Linked DNA regions of Oryctolagus cuniculus: region 1 is linked to region 2. A link is a contact called in public Micro-C data. All regions are on one chromosome and are shown on one strand. Each heading gives the region's core, a stretch centred on a gene start, on an enhancer-like site or on the middle of the called end of the contact. The rest is flanking DNA. Distances are from core to core; before and after follow the strand shown.

Region 1 (5,304 bases), core at 82-2,581, 210 kb after region 2:
TGTTTATTTTATTTCTCTAACATCTGGCCAGCCCATGTGTACACAGCATGAAGGGTCAGCACAGGGAAAGGATCTGAATGCCCCAATTCTCAGCCTCTTAAGGATCCAGGAGAACAGGACAATGTCTGTATTAGGAAATTCCTTTAACTTTGTGGGGATTTAGGAAGCAGCGTTTTATGGCACTTCAAGAATCTCTTACCCTTTGTCCGTTTTCGTGCCACTGTAGCAAAGGCATTTAGCCAAAAGTATAGTTAGGTAGTGGTAAGAGGTCTGAATTGAGAATTAGATAACTCAAATTCCAATTCAATCTCCATGAATTATGGACCATGAACCTTTGGGAAAATTATTCTTTCAAGGTCTCATTTTACCATCTGAGTTATAAGATGATGCCATCTCTAAGGTTTACCCAGCTGTGCTCTTCAATTCTTTGGCATAATGGTTGTAGTTACCATATCATTATGTTTATTCAATAAAATATATTCCCAAAAATTATCAGTTCCCCCTAAATTGTTATATAAAGTAAGTTTGACATAATCTACCTCCTAGAGAATATGCTAGAGCTAATATAAATGCTAAATCAATTATTGCCTCTTTTCAAAAAGCTAATTATTTATACACAGTCTTCTCTTAGAAATTATAAACAGATTGTTTGCTGAGCCTTATTTTTAATGTGAAACATGACCTTGATATTTAAATAGACTTTTTAAAAATTTCAATACATTTTCATTTCATACAAAGTGAATCAGGGTAAAGTTCTTATTTAAAATAAGCATACTATTACCTTTGATAAATGAAATGCAAACAAAATAATGTATTATGAATTTACAAATATATCTTGAATGCTAAGCAAAGAATGCTGACTTAATTTAGTAGGCAATGAATGGCTGATAGTTTTTTAAACAAAGGAGTAATACAATCTGAAGTTAGAAACTGAGTTATTCTAAGAAATTACTCTTTATAACCTTGCAAGTAAGCCTTGAGAAGAACATAAACTTCCTATCTTATATCTATCTTATAGAACTATAGTTCTGTTCTTTAAGTCTCATTTATTCATCACATGATGATCTTTTGGGTTAAAGTTACCAAAAAAAATTGAAAGAGAGTGAATAAGAATGAAGAAGTGAGAGGACCTCATGGACTAGATTCATTTTATTTAGGACTGGTATTTATTTATTTATTTGAATGGTGGAGTTACAGAGGCAGGGGCAGAGAGAGTGAAATTGAGAGAAAAAGAGGTCTTCCATCCACTGGTTCTCTCCCCAAATGGCCACAACAGCCAGAGCTGGGCCGATCCAAAGCCAGGACAGGAGCCCAGGAGCTGGGGGCTTCTTTGGGATCTCCCATGTGTGTGCAGGGGCCCAAGGACTCAGGCCATCTTACACTGCTTTCCTAGGCCATAGCAGAGAGCTGTCTCGGCAGTGGAATAGCCAGTTCCCATATGGAATGCCGACACCACAGGTGGTGGTTTTACTCACTGCACCACAGTGAGGGCTGGTATTTAAGTAGAGGTAACTCAAAATTTCCTAGAGTGGGAACCCATCGCTCAAAAGGAGCCCCAGTCTTCCTTTCCATCTTTCCAGAGTTCCAGTTGGCCACATTTCCAAGATGGTTGAGGAAATTGGGTCCTACTGAAGTCCAGCAGAGGGTGCTCTTGGAGCAGAATTGAGGATGCACTGAGAAACTGGGAGGCCAATCTCAGCCCCCTTCACCAAATTGCTGGGTTGATATTGTCTGAGTCCTTCTGTGCTGACCTAAAAGATAGTTCATTGATCTCTTTGTCTTGCCTTATAAAATACTGCTCATACTCTGGTAAAACTTGGAATACCCCATTTTCCAGTTCTATTTTTCTTTCCATTATGAAGAAAAAAAATGATTACCTAATCCTCAAAAAAACAGGAAATGAGTTAAGAAATATGACATCCAGGCAATTGCACAGAAGAGTCACTGAAGTCTGAGAAATGAGGAAAAGTTTCACCAAGGTAAGTGTGTGTCAAAGCTAGCCAAATGTTCAACAAAACTACCCATCTACTGCTGCCTACCAGCATTCATAATGAAATTCATAAATGCTTTTAAAAGTGATGGTCATCACTTGAACACATGGACAGAGCCAAAATAATGACACAAAATGAATCTTGTACTATGAATGGGTAACAGAAATCCACTAAGATTTTTGAGTCCAAGAATGATGTCATCAAAGCTTAGCAACTGGGTCGCCAAGCAAAAGATTTATTCATTGCAATTTAGACACTGAACTGCAACTTGTAGCAAAATAAAAAATATAACACACACATACACACACACACACACACGAGAACCAAAAAGCAATAGAGGTATAGGCTCCATCCCTGTCCCCAAGGCTCCTTGGCTCTACATCTTTCTTTGGCCAGGAGCCTTGGATAAGTCTCTTTAAACTTCAGTTTGCTTTCTTTATCAAATGAGGAACTAAACCACACAATCTATCAGATTCATTTCATGCTTTATATTCTGAGTCTACAAGTTTCTAGCATCTTGAACTTAGAATTTAGTTTTTCCTTAGGAAATGCATGTAAGGCAGGCTAAAGGTAGTTGACCATTCAGTCATCATTCAAGTGAATATACAGGTCCAGTGTATGTCAGGGGACAAACACAGGTCAGTGTTTATGTCAGAGACCTGCTGCCACCACCCCTCTCCAAACTACACATACCCTTCAGTCACCAGCAGTTAGGATATTGTGTGGGCTAAGGGTAAAGGCATCTATTCCTTAGCTGGTTTGAGGATTCCATGGTGGAATGGGAGAGTTTGGTCAGTCAAGCAATGTAGACTCAGCCTTTTTGGCAAATAGGATCTGAGTACGAAAAGAATCTTCCAAACTCATTCACTCCTCCCTATCATTTAGGACATGTTGAGATATAGATCTCAAGACCACCTAAGAATTGGTTGAATAAACCTGGATTATGGTGTCCTTATTGACTAAATGTAGTTTCTACCATATAATCTTCCCAGCACAATTTAGATTTTCTTCTCCCAATTATCACTGGATCCTTATGCTACTGAGAGATAACCACAATCCCTTCAAGTCTTCTCACACAAAACCGCACTTCAGATACGAGAGCACCATGTCAATAGTGGCAATAGAAGGAGCTTTCTCTTATGATATTCTGAATTTGGATCTTCACTTCACCTGAAGTCTTAGGAGGGTGTCAGTTTAACATTCATATTTCTTCACTTCATACACCAACTTGGGTCCAATTAAATCTTCATTTATTTACATAAACCTACTGTAAAAATGTTTGAGGAAGCTTGCAATAAAGAACACAAATAGTTTTAAACCCAACTATAAAGCAAAAGTTTAAATGCAATTATTCTGGAAATGACTGAAACCACTGCAAGCTAAAAATTGTTTTTTTTTTCTTTTAACTTTTATTTAATGAATATAAATTTCCAAAGTACGATTTATGGATTACAATGGCTTCCCCCCCATACCGTCCCTCCCACGCACAACCCTCCCCTTTCCCACTCCCTCTCCCTTTCCATTCACATCAAGATTCATTTTCGATTATCTTAATATACAGAAGATCAGCTTAGTATACATTAAGTAAGGATTTCAACAGTTTGCTCCCACACAGAAACATAAAGTGAAAAATAATAGATGATTTTTTTTTAATGATGATGAAATCAGATCAGACCTATTGTCATGTTTAATCCCAGTGAGAGTCAAGTTGGGAGTTGATAATTTCTTTCTTTCTTTTTTTTTTTTTTTTTTTACAGAGGATCAGTTTAGTATGCATTAAGTAAAGATTTCAACAGTTTGCACCCCCATAGAAACACAAAGTGAAATATATTGTTTGAATACTCGTTATAGCATTAAATCTCAATGCACAGCACATTAAGACAGAGATCCTACATGAGGAGTAAGTGCACAGTGACTCCTGTTGTTGACTTTACCAATTGACACTCCTGTCTATGGCATCAGTAATCTCCCTATGCTCCAGTCATGAGTTTCCAAGGCTATGGAAGCCCTCTGAGTTCTCCGACTCTTATCTTGTTTAGACAAGGTCATAGTCAAAGTGGAGGTTCTCTCCTCCCTTCAGAGAAAGGTACCTCCTTCTTTGAAGACCTGTTCCAAAAATTGTTTTTAATTTTTATTTATTTGAAAGACAGAGACAGAGAAAGCTGTCATCCACTAGGTAACTCCCCAAATGCTCACAATGGCCTGATAGCACTATTACGATAAAGATCCTTCTGCATGCCAGTCTTGGAGTCAACCTTAGGAAATGTCAAAGATAGTCTACCAAGTTGTACATCCAAGGCAGTGTTTTAAGGCTTCCAAACCATGTGATTCAAGTTAGCTGAAGATGTCTAATAATCTAACATAGGATAGGGCAGATCTGAAACATCTGGAGGAACAGCTGGTTAGCATGAACCCCAATATCAGCTGTCTCAGCTCCCAGGAAGTAGATTACAGAAAAAGTCCAGACAGAAGACACTGGCCGTATCTTCAAGTTCAGATGTGTTATGCTGTAGCCTAAAGAAAGATTTTTGTGCTCTGGATACCTAGGAGTCCTTCAGACCTGCCTAAGATTTGCTGTCTGGTCAGGATTCCTCCCTGTGGATAAAGATTGCTGGGCTTGGCTTTCCATCTAACAAAGGATGTATCTCATTCACATCCCTTCCTCTAAACACACACACGCAAGCAATTTCTTCCTGTCTTTACTATAGAATCACAGCTTCTTAAGGCTACTCCAGACCTAAACCATCTATTTGACATGGAAACTGAAGCTTAGACAGAGGGACCAACCATTTGCCTAGGGTTGATGGACCCTAACTTGTTTCTGTCCTCCATTAAACACATGGATCTCACTGAAACATTATGCTACTGGCGCCAAGTTTCTGCCCATTGATCTCCCATGGCCCTTATGGGAGCCTGAGCATTCCAAGCTGGCACTGAAGACCTCAGTGGAACAGCCTTGTTTATCTTTGATTCCTGTTTCCATGTTCCCTGTCTTGATTGCCAAGCAGTATCTCCTAAGAGTTTTGCTTCCCCTTTGTCAGACTAGACTCATTGCCACCTCTGTCTTGAAACAGGCTCTCATGCCCACTTTCAGTTTCTGAGAGGCAGGGCTCAGTGAACCAGGGTGTCTAGAAACTAGAGCAGCATCATAAAATAGCCTTACCGCCCCTCCATGTGTGCCTCTCCAGTCAGTTGAAAACATTCTTACCGTTTATTTTTGCTTTTAATATTTCCTTGTAATTAGTGAGGACTCTTAAAGCCTCCGCCCACTCCTGTGTGGCAGAAATGGCAAATACACCCATTTTATAGGGGA
Region 2 (6,113 bases), core at 1,443-3,942:
TCTTCACTTCCAGGCATAGAGATGATAGACGCAGGATGTGTATTTGGTTAATCTGGTGTTTTTACCAAAGGTACAGGCTTTGGAGGAACAATGAAGATTCATTTAGAATGGATATGGCAATGCCTGGTGACATTCAGTCATGATGTTTGTGTTTTAGCCCTGACCAATCAGTTGTGGCTGGAAAACCCTCACTGTAAGAGAATCCTCTAAGTCTTGGTACCCTAAGACTGCCTTAGCTTCTACTCATGGTCTGATCTTCTTGCCTCTGCTCAGATCAGTCAGTGCTCCATACTTTCCAATCAGTTCCTCTTTTCACTTATACTAGCCAGAATTTCTGTTGCCTGCAGCCAAGCTCTCCAGAGCAAACATGCAGGGGTCCCTGTAAATGCTGTTGCTGCTCTACCCTGATCCCAAAAGCCACTGGGGCATCTATCTCCCAACCACTGCAGGTGCTATAGCTTATGGCTTACACACTTGATCTTGCAAGAACTTCCCAGGCTGATGACAGTGGACTCACCACACATTCAGTGATTAACTGATAATGGGGTAAAAATAATATCTTGGTTCAGGTTGGGACAACACTCAGCATGAGTTATACTCCGGGTTTCTCCTGAATCAGAAGGGTATGTGATACCTGAGACCACATTATTGTCCAGCTCTTTCCTTCCTTATTCTGTTTTCCTGATTCCCTAAGAGATGTTTCTAAAGACATGCCCTCAATAAGCCATGTGTACCTAGGGCTGGGCATTTGGCCTAGCAGGTAAGCTGCCAGTTGAGATGCTGCATCCAATATCAGAGTGCCTGGGTTTGGGTCCTGGCTCAACTTTCAATTCCAGTTTCCTACTAATTTATACCCTGGGGGGTAGCAGATGATAGATCAACTAGAGGGTTCTCTACCACCTACGTGGGAGAACTTGGTGAAGTTCCTGGCTCCCAGATTCATTATTTAATTTAACTTGAATGGGTTTCTCTTTCTCACAACCAAAGAAGTGTAACACCTTTAGTAACTAAGTACAAAGTAATACCCAACTCCAACGCCCTTTGAAATACCACAGTTTTGGCTATATTTAGGGTCAGATTTGTGTTTCCAAAATGTATCTCCAAAATACTCAGCACATAATTTTAGACTATGAAGTGAGAAGACTGTTGCTGGGATATCAGCTATATCTCCCGACTCATAACAACCTTTTCTATGCTGTGAGCTCCTAATAATATAGCCCTCTATGCTTACAAAACCACTTGCTTTTCTGAATGCCTGAGGTTCCTGAAGCCACAAGAACACTTTGGAGGTACACGTGCCATCTGAACTATTGTCACAGGTCTTTACCCAGGCACTTTCAAAACAGAATGAGAGGGGCCAGCGCCTGTGGCATAAGCAGCTGTGTGCAGTGCTGGCATCCCGTACGGGCGCCAGTTTGTGTCCCTGCTGCTCCACTTCTGCTCTAGCTCCCTACTGATGGTCTGATAAAGCAGCGGAAGATTCCCAAGTGCTTGGGCCCCTGCACCCACATGAAAGACCAAGAAGAATTGCAGCCATTTGGGGAGTGAACAAGCAGATCAAAGACCTCTCTATCTCTCCCTTTTTAAAAGCACCCAAACAAACAAAACAAAACAATACAATGAGAACCAGAACTGAACTCTAATTCTCCATTTATTGATTGGGTCTAATCAATCATCCAGAGTCAGTTTTTTTTGTTTTTGTTTTTGTTTTTGTTTTTTTTTGGTCAATGAGGCAAAAACCAAATGAATCCAAGGCATTGTCAGAATAAGGAATTTCTCATTTCACAGACGGGAAAACTAGGACCCTACAAGGAGAGACTTGCACAGGTCACACAGCCAGGAACTGGAAGAGTCAGAGATACCGTCATCCATCTCAGGCTCTGGGCACTAACATCCCCTCATCCCTGTCCTCAGAGAACTCTGGATCTGGTCATACAACACGAGACAGCATGTGAGTAGCGCTGCTCGTGCTCACTATCTCACTGACTTACATCCAGGATGATTACAGAAAAAAAGCGGGCTTGCAGAAGTCTTACTGAGGTTCCACATGCCTTCAGTACTCAGATGAACCCACATAGCTACTTGGAGAATGCATGGGAAAATACTTATTGATCATGCCCTGTGAGCTAGTTCCCACACCAAGCACTGTAGCTTCCTTCCTCCCAGGAGCTCACAGTTTAATGAAGCAAGACAGGGACAGAAATGAGCAGTGACAACTCAACAAGGGGAGTGAATGGTAGGCAGCCACACGAAGTCTGCAAGTACACAGACACTCCCATCTTGTTGTTCTTTATCAAAGGCAATAGGCGAGGTTATATTTCCATTTTGTCTAATAAAACAGAGAACAGCTGACCCATTAGTTCTAACGTGTGATAGCCACTCAGTTAACATTTATTAAACCTGGCATTAGGTACACAGACTGACACTGGTTAGTGTGCTCTCAGGAAACTAGCAATTAACCTAGGTAAAGCAGGCAAGAATCCATGTTAAAGTAGTTATTCAGCCATGTGGAAAACACTATGTACATAATAAAGCACTGGGAGGAGTCAGAGTGAAAGCTAACATCTTTTTGTAAAGGCCTCTAAGAAAAGGTGGGGGCCTGCGTTGGAATGACGTGCAGATGTCAGCCGCCAGATGGAGAGAGGGAGGCAGTTCCGGACACAGGCTTGAAACAGAGAAGTTAGTGTGGGAAAGTGAGAGCAAACTGACCCCATCGTGCAAAGAGAGTGGGCAAGGCGTGAGTAAAGACAAGGAGCATGAGAAGCAGTAAGAGGAAACGCTGTTTGGTGGGTGGAATTTGTGTTTTGCTTTTGAAAGTGGGGATGTGAAGAGGGCAGAAGATAATCATGCCGGCTGGAACAAAACAGCCCCTGCCCATCAGGGAACCGGTTACTCTTGGTCAGTTCCTGGGCTGAAATCTCTCCTCTTGTGGCAAATACCATCCAGAGGCTACACGAACTTACAGAATAGGAAGTCCTACAATTCTTCCGGAATTCTTAATAAATCAGCCACTTATCAAAAGGCTCTTGAACACTTTCCCACAGCGCAGCTCTTAGAATGAAAGCAGCAGTTTTCATGCCATTGGATAAGAGCCAAATATTTCTTTTCCTAACTCTAGATGACTGGTAGTTTGAAGATGACTTAAGTGCTGTAGATACTGAATGTGAATTAACACATGGACAGCACACAAAAGATATTTAATAGACGCTTCAGAGATGGCTGGTCTCCCACCCCCCAACACATATCCTCTAGCAACATAAAACTGAGAGACAGGAGCAGGTGATTTGGCTATGTGTTTGGCAAAGTTCATTTATGAATAAAACAGGTCTCCAGAACTGCAAACAGCTCCAGCACATGGGAGAGGAAAAGATCTGGAACCTATTTTATGAACATCTCATGTCGTAGGAGGGACAGGATATAGTTAGCTCTAAAACCAGAGCAGAGATGGCCATCTGAGGTAAGGAATGCTCCGTAGCAGCAGCCACCAAATGAGTTTCGACTGGACCACTGGTGTGGCCCAAAGCCCCCTGCAGGTAGCAAGGATGGGAGAAGTACAATGGGTGACTCTTCTCCAGACTCTGAACTCTCATTATGTGTTAACCAGAAGAGCTACAGTTTTGCCTACTTCCCATAATGGGTTTCCATAGGCAAATTCTGGTAATGAGGGGGTTTAGAAAAGCCTATGTACAGACTAGTTATCCATACTGCTTTAACCCCTAAATCTGATCCTATTACCTGAGAATTATCCAAATCTGATCCCACTGCTGCTAAATACTCTTGAGTAGACTCTTCATTTTGGTCAGGTATTTAAGGCCTGGACTGGCATTATGTCTGTATCTTCTGTCTCCTACTCCTTGCTTACCAGCTAAACTTATACATGTACTTGTGTGTGATATTCCGGGTGTTTAGAATGGACTTCCTGCTCCCTGTTATGGTGTTAAACAAGGCATTCTTTAAAACCCAGCCCAAAGGTGATCTTCCCTAAGCACCCAGTGAGAGAGGTCATTCATAGCTTTTTCTTAAAAGTGTGCTTATCAAGTAGTAATTATTTGTTGACATGTCATTATCTTCCATTAATATATTGTGAGTCCCTTAGGGCATGAAACCATGTTTTGTTTATCTCTGCTGTCCTCCTGGCCGGCAGCAGGTCAGTCCTTTCTAAGTTTGTTGAGTGAACTTTCTCATTTAAACTGCAGTGACTAGTAGTGGCCACCAGATGGCAGTGTGTGGATAGTTTTCTTTTACCAATCAGGAAGGAGGGGTAGGGTTCTTTAGCATGTCGCCTTTCATCTCTGTCCTTGCAGACAAACAGAAAGACACCAAGAAGTTCGATGGCAATGGAATTCACGACCTTGATTTAGAACCCCAGGCAGCTAATGTGTTCCGTATACTCCACTGCTTTCGGAAAACGTTCTTCCAGTAGGTTGAGAAAGGATTAGAGGACATTCTGTGTCCCAAGACAGAGGAACTTGGGTTTGACTTTATACTTCACAAGCACAAGGTGACCATCTTCTGGCCAGCAACACCCACAGATTGTAAGCATCTGTCACATCTCCCTAACTTCCTGCCCACCCCCATCTGCCAGACCCAAGGAGCTAGCAAGTCACACAAACATGCAGGACCTACTTTTCCTCCAGTTTTATTATTTTTATTGACTCATAATAATTGGACACATAGATGGGGCATGATGTGATGTTTTGATACATGTATACATTGGATAATGATTAAATGATATTTTTACCATATCCATTACCTAAAATATCTATCATTTTTTTGTAGAGAGAACATTCCGAATTCTCTCTTTTAGTTATTTTGAAATACACACTGCAATGTTTCTAACTATAGCCGCCCTATTGTCCTGTAGACCACCAGAACTTATTCCTCATATCACAGTCTACCTGCCCTCCCTAATACCTTCCCAACACTCTGCGAACCACTGTGCTATGCTTTCTTTCTCTGAGACCAGCTTTTTTAGATCCCACAAGTCTAAGTGAGATCGTGCAGCATTTGTCTGTCTGTGCCTAACTTATTTCACTTAACAATGTCCTCCAGGTTCATCTTGTTGCCACAAATGATTTCATTCTTTTTTATGACTGAGTAGTTTTCAATTATGTATATGGACCACATTTTCTTTATTCATTCATCCCTTGATGGATACTTGAATTGTTATATATCTTGGCTAGTGTGAGTAGCGCTGCAATGAACATGGAAACAGCTATCTCTCTAGTATGCTGATTTCATTTCCTTTTGATAAAAACCCTAATAGTTTAAAGCCAGCACCTTCCCTGGGCTCTGGCCTCCTTCCCTACTTGAGAGCACTTTGCTGGCTAGACTGAAAATGCTATAGGTCATCTTTCCTTCTCCAGGCTAGAAAACAGTTATGCCTAAGCATAGAACCCCTGACTTCTTTGCCTTTGTGTCCTGTGCTGATCTGTGAAGCTCCTCAGAAGCCAAGGGACTGCCAGACAGAAGACATCCCAATCTAAGTGCAGAACGAAAAATTGTCCAAAGGACTTCCCAGACTAAAATATGCCCAAAGCCAAAAAAGTCTTTGGGTTTTCACTTCTTTAAATCTTTTTATTGCTATTTTATAATCCTCGTTCTCTAACCAAATGTTGAAATTGCTGGTATAGCAGCTTATGGAGAGAAGGGAGAGGGACAGTTCTCCCCCTGTCATCATGATAGTCCAGCCCTTCTATACTTAACCTATTCCTGAAGACATTTTCTTTCTCCATGCTTGAGCAGAGGTTACGTTAGAATTTGAGACCAAATTTGGCAGAGCTCAACTTTTATTTTCCTTTTTTTTTCTTTTAAAGAATTATTTATTTTTTGAAAGTCAGAGTTACACAGAGAGAGAAGAAGAGGCAGAGAGAGAGAGGTCTTCCATCTACTGGTTCACTCCCCAGTTGGCTGTAATGGCCAGAGCTGTGCCTATCCGAAGCCAGGACCCAGAATCGTCCTCTGGGTCTCCCATGCAGGTGCGGGGGCCCAAGCATTTGAACCATCCTCCACTGCTTCCCCAGGCCACAGCAGACAGCTGGTTTGGAAGTGGAGCAGCCGGTACTCGAACTAGCACCTATATGGGATGCTGGCACTGCAGGCACAGCTTTACC

What was found. Hi-C and Micro-C count contacts between places; a contact is called where the count stands out from the background.
Region 1: a contact with region 2 is called in a Micro-C map of ear pinna, with 5 times the contacts expected there. The contact joins two enhancer-like sites. A contact is called at or near these places in 4 of 6 Hi-C or Micro-C datasets (ear pinna, psoas muscle, skin fibroblasts and 1 more).

Annotation. Positions count from the first base shown.
Region 1 is chr4:90,688,235-90,693,538 of mOryCun1.1, forward strand. No RefSeq gene overlaps it. Among named protein-coding and RNA genes, the nearest start is that of TPRG1, 230 kb to the left of the region's middle. Within about 2 kb of position 1,332, at least 2 of the 8 cell types and tissues checked have an H3K27ac peak or open chromatin away from gene starts, as enhancers often do. A contact at or near this core is called in ear pinna, where this site is marked.
Region 2 is chr4:90,473,814-90,479,926 of mOryCun1.1, forward strand. No RefSeq gene overlaps it. Among named protein-coding and RNA genes, the nearest start is that of TPRG1, 19 kb to the left of the region's middle. Within about 2 kb of position 2,693, at least 1 of the 8 cell types and tissues checked has an H3K27ac peak or open chromatin away from gene starts, as enhancers often do. A contact at or near this core is called in ear pinna, where this site is marked.